Linked DNA regions of Mus musculus: all the other regions are linked to region 1. The links are chromatin contacts, called in public HiChIP or PLAC-seq, Micro-C and capture Hi-C maps. All regions are on one chromosome and are shown on one strand. Each heading gives the region's core, a stretch centred on a gene start, on an enhancer-like site or on the middle of the called end of the contact. The rest is flanking DNA. Distances are from core to core; before and after follow the strand shown. Region 1 has its middle 22 kb from the start of Gm51620. Region 2 overlaps Il18r1 (interleukin 18 receptor 1). Region 3 overlaps Il1rl2 (interleukin 1 receptor-like 2). Region 4 overlaps Il1r1 (interleukin 1 receptor, type I).

Region 1 (3,521 bases), core at 604-3,103:
TCTTAAGACAGGGTCTCACTATGTAGCCCAGGCTTGTCTTAAACTCAGAGAGATCCACCTGCTCTGCTTCCCCATTGCTGGGATTAAAGGCACCACTGCCCAGCCATTCACTCTGCTCTTTAAGATCCGTGGGTGTGCTCATCACAGCTGTGTGGCTCCTTAACTCCTCTGGGGACTAGGGAGCAGGGTGGATTTGCCCTGACTATGATATTGGACTTGTGGGGGTCACTGTGTTGACTTAGTAAAATGCCACAGGGCACTTTAAATCAGGAGAGCATGGATCAGTGGAACTACTGGGCAGGCTACCAGAAACAGGTTAGGATGTTCCTTGGGGAAAAGAGGCTTATGGGTAAAAATTAAACCAAGTTAGGTTCGATGCCCTAAAGGCAGTGGCTCTCAACTTTCCAAATGCCGTGACCCCTGTGTCGTAGTGACTCCTCGAGCATAACATTATTCCATTTCTACTTCCTAACAGTAATTTTGCTACCTTTATGAATTGTAATATTAATATTTTTGGAAATAGAGGTTTGCCAAAGGGGTCTCGAGCCCCTTGAGGAAGGCTGAGAACCACTGCCTTAAGGTAAAGAGGCCTCCTGTGAGAGTCTAACCTACAGGTTAGATGCAGGGCTGTGCCTGGGACTGGGAAGCAGGGTGGCTGTTAGTATTGCGATGGAGCTGCACCTGTGTGGGAAAACTTCCGATCAAAGACTCAGAACCCCCCAGGCATAGGTGAAGCCTTTCTTGCCAAGCTGGTTCAAAAGTTTCTGATGTGTTAGGATGTGAGGAGAAAGTCTCTCTCCCACCCACTCCAGAAAGCCTAAAAGGCTCCATAGGGCTTTTGTCTGACCTTGGACAGCTGCACAGTGACCTTGAGGGGCTTACAGTTTTCAGTTTCTCTCACAGCTGGCGCTGTCTGTTGCTTATATCCTGGCCTGATTCATAAGACTCTTACTCTGAGGTAATTATTACTTTTTCAATAAAAGCATCTGGACAGAGATATTCTTTATAAGCGATATCCACCAGAATATACTTGCAGAATATAGGACACTATAGGACAAGCAGTAACAATGATTAATATGTCCCAAGACAAACAAACCCCACGAAACATTCAAGATAAATACATGATCTTTTCCAAGTATTTATGGAAAGATGACTTTTGCACAAGATAGATCTAAATCTAGAGGGCTTGGAGAGACGGTGCAGAGGTTAAGGGCCCACAGGACTCTGCAGCAGATGGAATTCTGGTCCTAGCAGCCTTTGGGGGCAGTTCACAACTGCTTGTAATTCCAGCTCCAGGGGATCTGGTGCCCGATTCTGGCCTCTGTGGGTGCTGCACTCACATGTACAACACTACATTTAGACACACACACACACACAACTTCAAAATAAATTCTAAAATAAAAAGATCTAGATGATGTTACTTTTAGTTTAAAGATCTTGACTGCCTCATTTGTGTTTCTGGAATCCGATGGCTCTTAGTTCTATCAGATGCAGTAAGTTTTCCTGGAACCAAGTACTGAAGGCTTACTTTATAGACAGTAAAATGATGAAGAAAATAGAAACAAGAAGGGGCTTTGCGGGCTCACGCTATTCCTCTTGGAAGGCTGCGACAGGAGGATGGACCAAGAGGATGAGATTAGGTTACCTCTGGTTTCTTTGTGTGAGTGTGAGCCCCTTGGCAGAGGCAGAAGGAAGTTAAGAATCACAACTGAAACAGGTTTGGGAAATTTGAGCATTAACCTTTTCTCCTGGTTTCTCAGAAAAATGGAGAAAAACTCCCTTTTGCCTTACTGAAGGGAAGTGTGGCCAGTGCGCTGGCCTTGCGCGCACTGGCCTTGCCTGTTTGTGGCAGTCACTGCGGTCTCTCTGCTAGGCCCTCGAGAGAAATGCTCTGACCCCCGTGGCAATGGCTACAGAGAAAAGTCCACACTGTTGGAAATAGATGTGTCTGGGGCCGGTACTTTCGGGAGCCGGTGCAAGCTGCGTAGCCTCTCTAGGTGTCTGAAAACATCTGGTGCTGATACGGCTCAAGGCCAAACAACCCAAAAGCCTCGGGCGGGCGAGCTGAGCAACTCCAGGACAGGTAGGTTAACACAAAGGCAGCATCTTCTGCAGGAAGTTAGGACCCAGTGAGCTCTTGATAAGAAGAGCATTTACAAGCTTGAAGACTGCAGGGGAAGGAAGCAGATGTAATCTCCCACTACAGAAGTTCCCTTTTCTGCCCTATAAAACTCCAACCCGCCCCACCCCCCACCCCCACTCCTAAGCACATTCCCCAGGAGTGGCTTCTGCCCTTGGCTGTTCTGATTAAAGGAAAACCTGCTTCTGTAGGGTCTGGTCTCCAATGTTCTCTAGCCTGGAGCGATTCTAACAATCAGCCAACTGATCTAACTCTAGCCTCCGGCTCACACAAGGCCTGAGTAAGCACACTTGGGAAAGGCTTCTCTGTTCTGCCCTCCTCATCTTTTACAAGTAGCTGTTCCTACAGCCTGTATCTGGATCCTGGACCCTGGCGGGGGCTTCAGTAGCTGCGCTGAGGATATTGAAGAAGTAAGAGAGGAGGGCAACCCCAGGAGCGGAGGAGTAAGACCCACCTCCATCCTTATTGGACTTCCCCAAAGCATGGGGGAAGGAAAGAAGTTGAGTCAAGATGGGGTTTAATGTTTGCTTCAAGGACAAGCGACTGTAAATAAAGTTCCACTGCTCAGTCACCAGGGGGCGCACTAAATCTTTGCCTCCTACAAAATTCCCAAGTTTGGAAACTGTAAGTTTGTTAGAAACTCCCAAAGGTCCCACCGCTTATCTAGAAATGTCCAGGAGATGAAGAAACCACCGTGAGACATGGAGCAGGTAAGGACGATCAGAGCAAGAAGTGAAACCATTCATCCTCAGATACCTCGGTTCTTGCCAGGGGGATCCGACAGTAGACAAAGGGCTTCTGTGGGATGTGAAAAAACGAGGGACGTCGAGGCACAGCCAGCACTATAGCCCCCCTACGGTGAGCCAAGCAGGCTTGGGGATAATCTCGTTCTAGTGGGGAGAAACTGAGGTAGAAACGAACCCCTCGTGCTTGAAAGTTGGTGAAGCAATGAAATGAAGTCAATTCTGTCTCCAAACCAATTTTAAGTTCTAGTATGGGGGAAGACACTACAGACCAGTGTTGGTGTCCCAGTGAGCTGAGAGGAGGAGGAGGAGGAGGAGCAGGAGGAGCAGGAGGAGGAGCGAAGCACAAACAAGAAGCAAGAAGCTAAATGGTGTTCCCGGCTTGTAGAGTCAGGGTAACTAACACCAATGACCAAAAAAAAAAAAAAAAAAAAAAAAAAAAAAAAAAAATGGCTGTTGCATGCCCGGTTATTTCTGTCACCGTATCCCATCCATTGAAACTAGTCTCTCTCTCTGATCTCTCCTCTGCTTGGTTACGTTTGTGCAGCTGTGATGGAAAGCAGAGAGCCAGACAGGAGTGAGGGGCAGCAATGACCTCGTAGGCCACCTCTATCAATTGGGACTTTTGCAGCTAGGCC
Region 2 (3,521 bases), core at 527-3,026, 860 kb after region 1:
TCCGAGCGAAGAGACGGGGAGATGGGAAGGGAAAGGATGGTCTGTATTCATCAGTTCTTGGTCAGTTATGTGGAAACATGCCACCGTGAGGATTTAGCTACCCAAGAACTCCTTTAACTCTCCCGAACCTCCCCAGATCGAGGAGACAGACTGGTTGGACAAAGGGACATGAGACCTGCTTTGACTGAGATGAACATGTGTACCCAGGTTTCTTGTCTTCCCCATGGAGATTCCATGGTGCTGACATTTCGAGGGAATATGATGACCCTATGAATTCTATGCCTTTTCTTAAAAGTAAGTTATAAAGTGTCATACTCTGAAGATGTGGCCTCCAAGCCTTCGAGTGAGGGTTGGCTAAGCTCTTCAACTTTCTGTTTAGGGGAAGCCGTCAGCTTTATCTTCATCTTGGTTCTGAAAGTGTCTTATCTCCTGTATGTCTTCTCTTAAGACAGAAGACAGCACAGGAGTACGATACTGAGATTTCTCCCAGCTTTCTTACTGACTGTTTATACTCATGGAGGGGGATCAGGGAAAAATCACCCTTGTCCTGTTTTATCTCCCTTTCCTCTTGCAATCTGCTGTAGAAAGTTGTATTCACCGATCACAAATTCATGTGGTAGAGGGAGAACCTTTTTATCTGAAGCCATGTGGCATATCTGCACCAGTGCACAGGAATGAAACAGCCACCATGAGATGGTTCAAAGGCAGTGCTTCACATGAGTATAGAGAGCTGAACAACAGAAGCTCGCCCAGAGTCACTTTTCATGATCACACCTTGGAATTCTGGCCAGTTGAGATGGAGGATGAGGGAACGTACATTTCTCAAGTCGGGTGAGTGAGCCAATTTGTTTTAACGTATTTCCTGAGACTCTTGACCTTGACTCAGAAAATCAAATACACATTTGTAAGCTCATGATAATCCATGCATTTTTTTCTTCCCTGTTCTCTCTTCAACAGGAAACAAATGTTTCATTGTAGAAATATTAAGCCAGTCACTCTAAATTTATATGTATGTATGTATGTATGTATGTAGTGTATATATATATACATATATATATGTATACATATATATATATACATACACATATATATGTATATATACACATGTATATATATATATGTATACATATATGTATATATGTATGTGTATGTATATATATATAAAACTAAATGATTAATGAGATTTCCTTTGCAGGGACTCTTGTTAATGATTAGCAGAGAGGAAATTCAGGTGGGTTTGGTAGTGAGGACTTCAGATGATATGGCACCTGAGGCAAGAGCAACAGGGGCTCCCTCCCACATGTCCTGCTCAGATTTCAGAGAAAGGGAGAAAGGAGAGAGCTTAGGGGAATACACCCTAGCCTAGATTTTGGACGTTTCTGAGAAACAAGAGGCAAAGTTACTGGGGAAAAGATATAGTTGCTACCCAGCCACAAGCTAATAGCCAAAGTCAGAGGGAGAGGGAGAGAGGGAGAGAGGGAGAGAGGGAGACAGCGAGGGAGGGAGGGAGGGAGGGAGAGAGAGAGAGAGAGAGAGAGAGCATGCACATACATATGTATGCACATTAGGCTCATGCATACATGTGTAGGTAAACATTCTTTATAAAGACTTGACATTGACCTATAAAACTTTGGTCTCTCAGGGTTAGCTGGGTGATATGTCGCTGTGTTGTGAGATGTAGCAGATTTCTTTTAGAAATCTGTCTTTATTCTAGAGCGAGCCCTGATCCTTATCAGCACATCTTAAAGAAAGAGAAGTGAGATTTCACAGCAAAGCCTCTTTTTTGCTCCTGTGGTTTTTCACAAAATGAGGTCATAGTTGTTTACTAGACACAGAAACGTCTGAGTGTCAGAAATATGTGGTAGAACTTGGTTTTTTTAAACAGTGCAGTAGATGTGATATTTTAAGGGAGAGAATTATAATATGTATGTTGCAACTGGATCTTTCTAGAGTGAGTGAAAAATGCTACAACTCACAACACAGTGACATATCGTCCAGCTAACCCTGAGAGACCGACATTTTATAGGAGCACAACCCGATGATAAGGATGAAACTTTGACAGTGGCTTTGAGTGTAGTGGAGCTTCCACATGGAAGAGGGTGCTTTGAACATCTTTAGTTCAAATAGAAGAAGAACCCGATGCCTGTGTCACATTTTATGGACCAGCGTTTTTGAGAGCATTAGAAGCAGGAGAGAGAGAGTTTCATGAATAAGAAAATGTGCTTCTCTTGCAGAAGACCTGAGTTCAGTTTGCAGCACCCATGTAGGGTGGCTCCTAAACACCTAGAACCCAGCTCTGGGCACCAGGGCCTCTTCTGGTGCACAGCACTGATACTTACATGCACATACATACGTACATACACATGCTTGCATGCACACAGAATCTTAAAACCTAACATCTTTTGAAAAGGAAAGAAAACCAGCTAAGAAGGAAAGTCACACAGAAGAGAGTTTTCTCCAGTGGAGGTGAAGAAATGGTGCACAAAACACTTTTATTGGAGCCAGAGAGAAGAAAATAGGTCTTTCTGTTTTCATTCTTCCTTTCTTCCCTCCCTCCTCCTCTCCCTTCTTTCTTCCTCTTTCCTTCCTGATTAATCTCTCTCTTTCTCTCTCTCTTTCCTGTTTTCTTTCATCTTGCTTTAGGTTGCTGCTGATGGAAACCAAGATTATGTTCGTGTTAGGCAAGTGCTCTACAACGGAGCAATCAGCTGTTAAGCTGGGCTTCTTAAACCTGAACAGCACTCAGCCAGAGGGGCCATTATAATCAGAGTGGCATTGATTCAAGGCCAGGGGTGACAGGGAAGGTGTGGGGGGGTGTCTTAGATTTTGACTTTCTTGATCTCAATTTCCTGCTAGCCTTTGAGCTTGCTCTTTGACAGGGAGTGCAGAGTGTTGCCTGGTTTAGGTTCCTAAGGGGTTTCCACGCACAGCAAGCACTCTGTTAAGATTTGCTGAATCTTAAGAACTGAGAATTGCAGAGGTGGAAACCAACGTGATATGACAAGAGGAGTTTTAAGAAGAAGATGCTGCCAATGGGAATCTGAGCTCTTTTCAGGGCCAAGTAGCTCTGCTATGCATGGCCACTTAGTCACTGCTTTTTAGCACATGACAGTCTGTTACCCTCCCTAAACCTGGCCGATTTCCTCTATGTTGAACTACAAGATAAAGAACAAGGCTTCAGGGAGTGAGAAAATGTAGTATTATGCCAATCACTCCTGTCTCTTAGGGGCAAACCAATGTGCATTTACTCTTGGTCCCACCCAGTACAACACACACACACACACACACACACACACACACACACACACTTGTGTGACCTTGGAAACATTGTTTAGTTACTTACATGAACATTAGGGAAATGGTCAATCTCCCTTGCATACACACACTGTAAAATATCTGGGAGTCTTTGACACACTGTAAAATATCTGGGAGACTTTGAGCAATAGACCACTTGCTCTCTCTTGTCCATCTCATTGTAGATATAAAGAGGACCTGGGAAAATCCAGGTGTACACATATTTC
Region 3 (3,521 bases), core at 375-2,874, 740 kb after region 1:
GAGGTAGTGAGCCATCCTGCTCTAGGAAGCAGTATGAGAAAGATCTTATTTTCTGGGTCTGTGAAGCAAAGAGATGTCTGCTGGAGCAGTTGTGCATATATTACCCCCTTCTCCCTCCAATTTAAAACTCAGCAGGTCATAGAGTGATGCTATCCTCTCTGTAAACCCTATACTTGGTACCTGAAGTAATTTATGTCTCTGGCTTCCAAAAAAGACCTGCCTGGATTTACTCAGAGCTCTCCACTGGGTGGCTGGGTGAGATATCTTCTTTCTCTCAGCTACAGAAGGAGGGTCATAAAGAGGGAGAGGAAGGCAGGGGGAGAGGGAGGGAATGAGGTACAGGAGGGACAAAGGAAAGGGAAGAAGCCCGCTTCTCTCAGTACTTAGCAGGAGCCTGAGGCAGGGGTCCTTTTTCACTGATCTGAAGGCCAAAGCTCTGCTCAGAGCCTTCACTGGTGTCTCTATCCTGCCGCCAATTTTTTTCTTTTCACACAGAAATGCCTTCCTGTGTTACAGAACCAAGATTTCTCTCCATTTAGGTTTTAATACAATCTGATTTAAACAAACAAACAAAAAAGTTTCAGAAGGAATTTGATCTAGTAAGGCCCTATGGAAAACAAAACAGACAAAACACCATTCAGTCTGCTTTGCTGTCCCTTATTTGCCTATAAAAACAATTAAAAAGACAAAAGAAATCCACACAGCTGGCGTGCACTGGGATGAGGAAATGCATGTCTTTTTAGGTCAAACATTTTTCTTGAACAGGAGCAAGGGAATGAGGCAACTCAGAGTCCAAACACATTCAGAGTAGCAGATCTAAAAAAAAAAAAAAAAAAGCTGTTTGTTCTAAGCAGCTGTTTGTGTACAAAAGTCGCCACACAGATTATTGTGTACAAGTTGTTGATAAAACACAGATGCTGTGATTCAAACTGTATTTAGCTAAATGTCAGAATTCAACAATTGGTAACCCAGAGGCTGGGTTGTAGCCCAATGTTGATGGCTGAATGAAAAGGAAGAAATAACTAGAAAAGGACTTGACTATTCCTCAGAGTGGTAGAGAAGAGAGTCTATTGTAGATAAAAGGGGAGTATAGCCTGGGGTGGGGGCAGGGACATCCAGGGGAGTACAAAGCCTTGTGAGGAGAGGGAAGAGCAGCTGATAACCAGCCTGGGCCAAGAAAGTAGACAAAGGGTCACCTAGAAGGTTGGAATATATAGGGAAGGGCAGCTGGAGGAAAGTCAGTTAGTTTATCCTCTTGGAGAGTTCAGGGTAGGGGCAGGGTATGCCAGTCCAGTCTGGAGGATCCTGTAACAGGTAGGGACTGAGGAATGCACGGAGAACTTGGCAGCCAGCACCTCAGCCCTTTGTCCCGGGTTTGAGATTTAACAGTGGTGAGATGTAGCCATGGTCCTTGCCTGGCCAGGCCAACACAATCTGAGGTGCTTGCCTGTCTCCCTGGCTGTCCCTTTGTGACGAGACCACAGCATTCATTTCTTCTGGAGTAGATAGGAGTGGTCTGCCTTCTATCTCCACTGACTAAGAGAATGTGACATGACGTTCTTTCATGTGGTGTTTCTGGAAGCTCCAGCCTCTCTGGCCCCTGCGTGTTCACACCTCTGACTCACTGTAACTCCCAGAAGTGTGAGTACAGCCTTGCCTTAGTTATTTATGGTGTGCACATAGTATGATAAAGCTGCCTGGCAGAGAAGTTGAGTTTGTCAGCAAGAGATGGAAGGAGGAGTGACTCACTCCCCCCTGTGGAACCGGGGAGCCCAACAGATGACACATCAGGACCCACTCCTCCCAGCTCAGCACAGCCAGGGGTGGTGGCTTTGGAGATTGGATCTGACAACAGGCCAGGAAGCCTCATGATTCTTTTGCTCTTATTTTTTAATTTTGGAAAGTGTTTGCTTCAATCTTCCCACCTCTCCACCTACCCAACCATTGTTAACTTTGGATAACGTCAAAGAACTTTGAATAAAGTCTCTAAAATGATCTAGTGATGAGCTTCCGAGGTTGATCATGAATCCTGCTGACAGCCTGAATTCTCTTGGGAAAATATTCTGGAACATATACAGTATAGTGAATATGGATGTGGAAGAGAGAGAGACATTATGTCCTTCTTGCCAAAGTTCACTCTAACCTGGTTGGTCAAGCCTTGCCACACAAAGGTAAAGATAAGTGACCCACGAGTTACAGTCTGGCAGCCATTCACAAGCCTGCTTGAAGTCAGGGAGTCCTGTATTTCTATGCTGCCCCAGGTGATGTCAGAACTGGCGTGTTAGGTGTACCCCAGTATCTGCAAGACTTGAATCAAAGAGTGGTCAGCAACAGGTCGGCTGAAAAATATGTGCACTGCTAGCTTTATTCCATTCAGACGCTTCTGTGCAGCGTGCAATGGACTAGAACAGTTAGAGCTAACCCAGCAGGTGTATCAGGCAACAAAAGATAAGGGAACAAACTAAGCACAGCTCAGAGTTGGTGAGAGGTCTTGGTCTCTAAAGGTAAAATTGCTTTCCTGACTAAAGCCACGTCAGTTAACTCTGGCTTTCCCCACACATGTTTCTGTGGTTTGTGAAATAACATAGATCATTCTGGGGCTCATTTCCAAAGACAGTTTCCTGTGGAGAGTCCCATTTACAACAGTGTTGTAATGTAAGGAATCTGGTGGCCTTTAGCATTTCCAAAGTAAACACAATCCTATGTGTTATGTGTGTTCACTTCAATGTTTTCTGTGCATGCTGGGGTGGACAGACAAGCCAGTCCTCAGGCAACTCGGCCACAGGACCTTAGATAAAGTATCTTTTAAATTCAAATTTTATCTATCGACTGCTTGATTTGCTCTGGAATGTCACATCAAGAGAGAAGGGAACTGGAGAAGCATTAGGCAATTTCTCATAAATATCAGTCTATAGACATGATCTCATTTAGGTTTTACAGACAGCAATAGAGGTGTGAACAGGTGCTTTTACGTAAAGGGATGGTTCGGTAGCCTCGGAAAATTAAAAAAAAACGCTTGGCCAGGCCAGAGATAAATTGCCACCTCTGCCTCTGAGAGACGTGGATATTGGGAGCAGCCACCAGCACATCTGAGTTTCCTCAGAACAGCCACGAGGGATGCTCTAAGTTCCGGGAGGTAACCGGTTCATCATCTGTGCTGCCTGTCACTGTTTCCTCCGCTGCTGCTCCCTTAACTTCATGGTGCGCAGCAGCCTTTTATTATGAGTGAGTGTGTGTGTGTGTGTGTGTGTGTGCGTGTGCGTGTGTGTGTGTGTGTGTGTGTGTCTGTGTGTGTGTGTGTGTGGTGGGCTGGGTAAACATCTGAGGCCTCAACGGTTGACTAGCAGCTACCTTTGGCTGTTGTCCTCACTGCCTCTCCACAAGGGCATCTGTTGTCACTCCATCTCTGGGTGGAGGAGGTGGGACTTCCTGGAAGGATAATGTTGGCTTTCAGGAGACAGGTCAAAGCCTTGTTTTCTTTGTTTCCTCGATCTGGGTTTTTTTTGTGTCCGTTCCGTCAC
Region 4 (3,521 bases), core at 323-2,822, 690 kb after region 1:
GTGTGTTTGAGAGAGTGTGTGTGCATGTGTGTGTGAGAGTGTGTGTAGGTGTGTGAGACTGTATGTGAGAGAACTGTGTATATATGAGAGAGTATGTGAGTGTGTGTGTGAGAGAGAGAGAGAGAGGAGAGAGAGGAGAGAGAGAGAGAAGCGGGTGTTGTTTTTTAATTTCTTGCAAGCTGCTAATTCATGTTGATTTCTTTGCTACTGAGTGTTTCTCACCTTGAGGTTATACAGTTTCAGATTTGTCTTGACGACAAGCTGTTATCCACATGATCTGGGACAGTGATTATTTGAGCTGTGATGTATGATACAAATAAAGCAGTTAACTGGGCCTGCAGGTCTGATTCTGTGTTGAAGCATCTTGCCAACTCTGTTGTATTAACCCCCTCCTCACCCCCTTCTCTTGAACAGTGTGGAACATCCTTCAACCAAAAGAAAATACACACTCATTACAACACTTAACATTTCAGAAGTTAAAAGCCAGTTTTATCGCTATCCGTTTATCTGTGTTGTTAAGAACACAAATATTTTTGAGTCGGCGCATGTGCAGTTAATATACCCAGGTAAGTATCAAAGGCTTACTTAAAAACTGCCTAGCCTGGTGGACTCCAGTGTGCTTTCCTTTGCCTGGAACACCCCTCACCCCTTCTTCAGCAATAACTTCCTATCTGTTTTGCTTCTTGTCCTGAATTCTCTGATCTTTCTATCCCACTCTGCCTGCCTCTGTCTGGGTACCACTTCGGAGGCATCCTGTATCCCAGGCACAGGAACCCTTCTTAGTTTCTTTGGCTAGGATACTACCTATTTCACTCTGTTGTTGCTGTTCTCCTCCTCCTCCTCCTCCTCCTCCTCCTCCTCCTCCTCCTCCTCCTCTTCCTCCTCTTCCTCTCCTGTTCTTCCTCCTCCTCTTCTTCTGCTTCTTCTCCTCTTCCTCCTCCTCTTCTTCTTCCTGGCTGATAGCTACCTATATTTGCTTCATTGCAAGCACGTCATGAATATGTTTAAACACATGACCAAACAAGATGGCTATACACAGAAAGCATAAATACTCCGCTTATAACAAGGAACCCTGAGATCACTGGTTTTTGAGAGTTGGTATAGTCCAAAAACCTGAGAATGATTGTGAAATATTGTTAAATACTAAACAATACTAAAGCTGACTAAGAAAAGCAGGACATAGGAGGAGAGAGTTGGAATCTTCTGGATGGAGATAGTGTGAGTACAAGACATAGCTACTAGTGTCTCCCAGCTTATGGCCAATCTGCCAGGATTCACCATAGGAGAAATTAGATTTAATAAGGCTTACAAGATGAGGATTCTAGTTGTTGTTCCCAGAGATTGAGTTACCATTGTTTCTGAACTAAGTTTGTGTGGTGTTTTTCTTCTTTTAATGACTTGGCTGGGTTTCAGAGAGAAAGGTACAACAGCAAAGTGTGGGTTTGCCTGATGTGCATCACAAAGGCCATGGGGGATTGGAAGCATGGGGCCAGCATGATAACAACCGCCAGTGGGAACTTAGTGTGCTGGGTGGAGAGACTTTGGAGTTTTGAGTCAGAGAGTCTCCAGGAGATAAGAACAGGCCGTGCCACCAGTTCATAGCTGGCCAGCCCGCCAGGGCAAAGAGTAGCTGGGTATAGCATGGGAACTTGCCAGTCCTTTTTAATATTTCCTGCACCAGGTGGTAAACCAAAGTGTTGGGTACGAATCCACTAGAAATTTAAGATTAGTAGCCTGAGAGTTAAAGTTTCATCTTCTAAGTGAGAGAAAGGTAGCACTAGATTAGTCACATGATCCAAGCGCGGGGTGGGGGGGTAAGGGGTGGGGACACTGAAACTAAGCAGGCCCTGAGGTTCCCCGCTGTGGGGAATTGCAAGCTGCCTTGAGTTAGATAGAAGAATGAAGTTGCCTACATTGTAAGGCAGAGGGATTGAACTGTGAATTTAAAATTGGGAGTATTTGCTTTTAGGATAGATTTATATACAGATTCTGTCCAAATCACATGGGGAATTTCGTCTGTGGTTTGGAACTAGGATAGGGAAAATTAGTCACAGTAGAGAGAGCAGTGATAATCATTGCCTGCTTTGATCAGGTATTAATTATCAATGTCTGTGGCTCCAGGTAGAGAGAGCAACAGATAGATATTATACATTATATTATAGGTATTAATAATGTCTATGGCTCTAGGCAGCGAGCTGAACAGAAAGATGGTATTGCTCTAATACGTCTAATACGTCTTACAGGATACTCAAATTCTGTCTTACATGGGCTCCACGGGAATTCTGGGTATAAATTCTGCTTTGACTAGCTGCCTGCTTATAAGCAGAAACAAGTGTGAATTGATTGTTTTAAAGATGGTATAAACACACATTGCTCTAATATGCCTCACAGGATACTCAAATTCTGTCTAACGTGGGCTCCATGGGAATTCTTGGTTATTATGCTGCCTGGCAAAATAGAAAAGGCCTAAGAATAGGCACATACAGTATTTTAGTTTACTTCATGTGTTTTGGATTGTTTTAACTTTCAAAATGGGTGTGATGAGTTTTGTGGTTATTTTACTCCTCTGGGAGAGAGGTCGATATAAAGGATTTTCTGGTTACTGGCTCAAGGATATGCTGATTTGGGAGAAAGGTCTTGTCTTTGTGTTTTTAGAAAAGGTGATTAGTGCTGGGCGTGGTAGCACACGCCTTTAATCCCAGCACTCGGGAGGCAAAAGCAAGTGGATTTCTGAGGCCAGCCTGGTCTACAAAGTGAGTTCCAGGACAGCCAGGGCTACACAGAGAAACTCTGTCTCAAAAAAACCAACCCCCCCCCCCCAAAAAAAAAGGTGATTAGTGTCTATATACCTTCCAGAGTAATTTGGATCAGATTTGATAGAGGGAAACCTCCAGAGAACTAGATTCCAGAGAATCAAACAAAAAAGTTATCTTGATGATGCTAAATTTTGTTTTGAGATTTGTATATTACAGCCTTGGTGAGTCTCCTCATCGGACATGATGAACTGACCTGCTTGAACTCCTGATGTCTTGAACTTAAAGCTGAATCTATTCAGGACACAGACATCAGAGACTAATACAATCATTGGTGTGGCTTTCTTAAGGCCAACAAACTCCCCCATTTTCCCTCCCCTCCCCCCACCCCTTTCAAAAATATCTCAATGCCCATATTCAGCTTGAAGAAGTTATAAAAAGTCTTTGTCCCAGTTCCCTGGGCTTTAGGACTGGATGTGGTTATTCTAAGGTTGCCTTTCTAGGGAATGAAGAAATGGTCATAATTGGAACAAGGAGGAAATAGCTAGAATTGATTGTATAGCCATAATCTCATTTGGTAGAAATTTTTATAATTGTTACTAAGTTGAAGTCATACTTTCTTATTTTGGTACAGAATTAATTTTGATAGAAAATTAAGGTTTTCATTGGTATAAATTTCTTCTATTGATACAAAAATTTTAAAAAGTATAGGGCTTAGACGCAGTCCTTCTATAACTATTATTATAAACTGATCTGAGATGAAGCCTG

What was found. Hi-C and Micro-C count contacts between places; a contact is called where the count stands out from the background. HiChIP or PLAC-seq counts read pairs in DNA pulled down with a chosen protein or histone mark. Capture Hi-C pulls out chosen DNA fragments and counts their contacts.
Region 2: an H3K27ac HiChIP or PLAC-seq map of regulatory T cell precursor shows a contact between it and region 1, with 4 times the contacts expected there. The contact joins two enhancer-like sites. A contact is called at or near these places in 2 of 115 datasets of contacts at active chromatin or transcription factors (regulatory T cell precursor and thymic regulatory T cells).
Region 3: a contact with region 1 is called in a Micro-C map of the G1E-ER4 cell line. The contact joins two enhancer-like sites. A contact is called at or near these places in 1 of 15 datasets of contacts at CTCF or cohesin (large pre-B cells), 1 of 484 Hi-C or Micro-C datasets (the G1E-ER4 cell line) and 1 of 115 datasets of contacts at active chromatin or transcription factors (embryonic stem cells).
Region 4: a capture Hi-C map of embryonic stem cells shows a contact between it and region 1, with 5 times the contacts expected there. The contact joins two enhancer-like sites. A contact is called at or near these places in 1 of 15 datasets of contacts at CTCF or cohesin (large pre-B cells), 1 of 115 datasets of contacts at active chromatin or transcription factors (microglia) and 1 of 9 other capture datasets (embryonic stem cells).

The regions. Positions count from the first base shown.
Region 1 is chr1:39,612,393-39,615,913 of GRCm38.p6, forward strand. No RefSeq gene overlaps it. Among named protein-coding and RNA genes, the nearest start is that of Gm51620, 22 kb to the left of the region's middle. Within about 2 kb of position 1,854, at least 89 of the 459 cell types and tissues checked have an H3K27ac peak or open chromatin away from gene starts, as enhancers often do. A contact at or near this core is called in the G1E-ER4 cell line, embryonic stem cells and regulatory T cell precursor, where this site is marked.
Region 2 is chr1:40,474,110-40,477,630 of GRCm38.p6, forward strand. It overlaps Il18r1 (interleukin 18 receptor 1), which reads left to right. Exons shown (of 11, transcript NM_008365.2): 3 at 585-831. Among named protein-coding and RNA genes, the nearest start is that of Il18r1, 9.9 kb to the left of the region's middle. Within about 2 kb of position 1,777, at least 49 of the 459 cell types and tissues checked have an H3K27ac peak or open chromatin away from gene starts, as enhancers often do. A contact at or near this core is called in regulatory T cell precursor, where this site is marked.
Region 3 is chr1:40,357,332-40,360,852 of GRCm38.p6, forward strand. All of the region lies in intron 9 of Il1rl2 (interleukin 1 receptor-like 2), which reads left to right. Among named protein-coding and RNA genes, the nearest start is that of Il1rl2, 35 kb to the left of the region's middle. Within about 2 kb of position 1,625, at least 82 of the 459 cell types and tissues checked have an H3K27ac peak or open chromatin away from gene starts, as enhancers often do. A contact at or near this core is called in the G1E-ER4 cell line, where this site is marked.
Region 4 is chr1:40,301,864-40,305,384 of GRCm38.p6, forward strand. It overlaps Il1r1 (interleukin 1 receptor, type I), which reads left to right. Exons shown (of 11, transcript NM_001123382.1): 8 at 415-566. Among named protein-coding and RNA genes, the nearest start is that of Il1rl2, 21 kb to the right of the region's middle. Within about 2 kb of position 1,573, at least 9 of the 459 cell types and tissues checked have an H3K27ac peak or open chromatin away from gene starts, as enhancers often do. A contact at or near this core is called in embryonic stem cells, where this site is marked.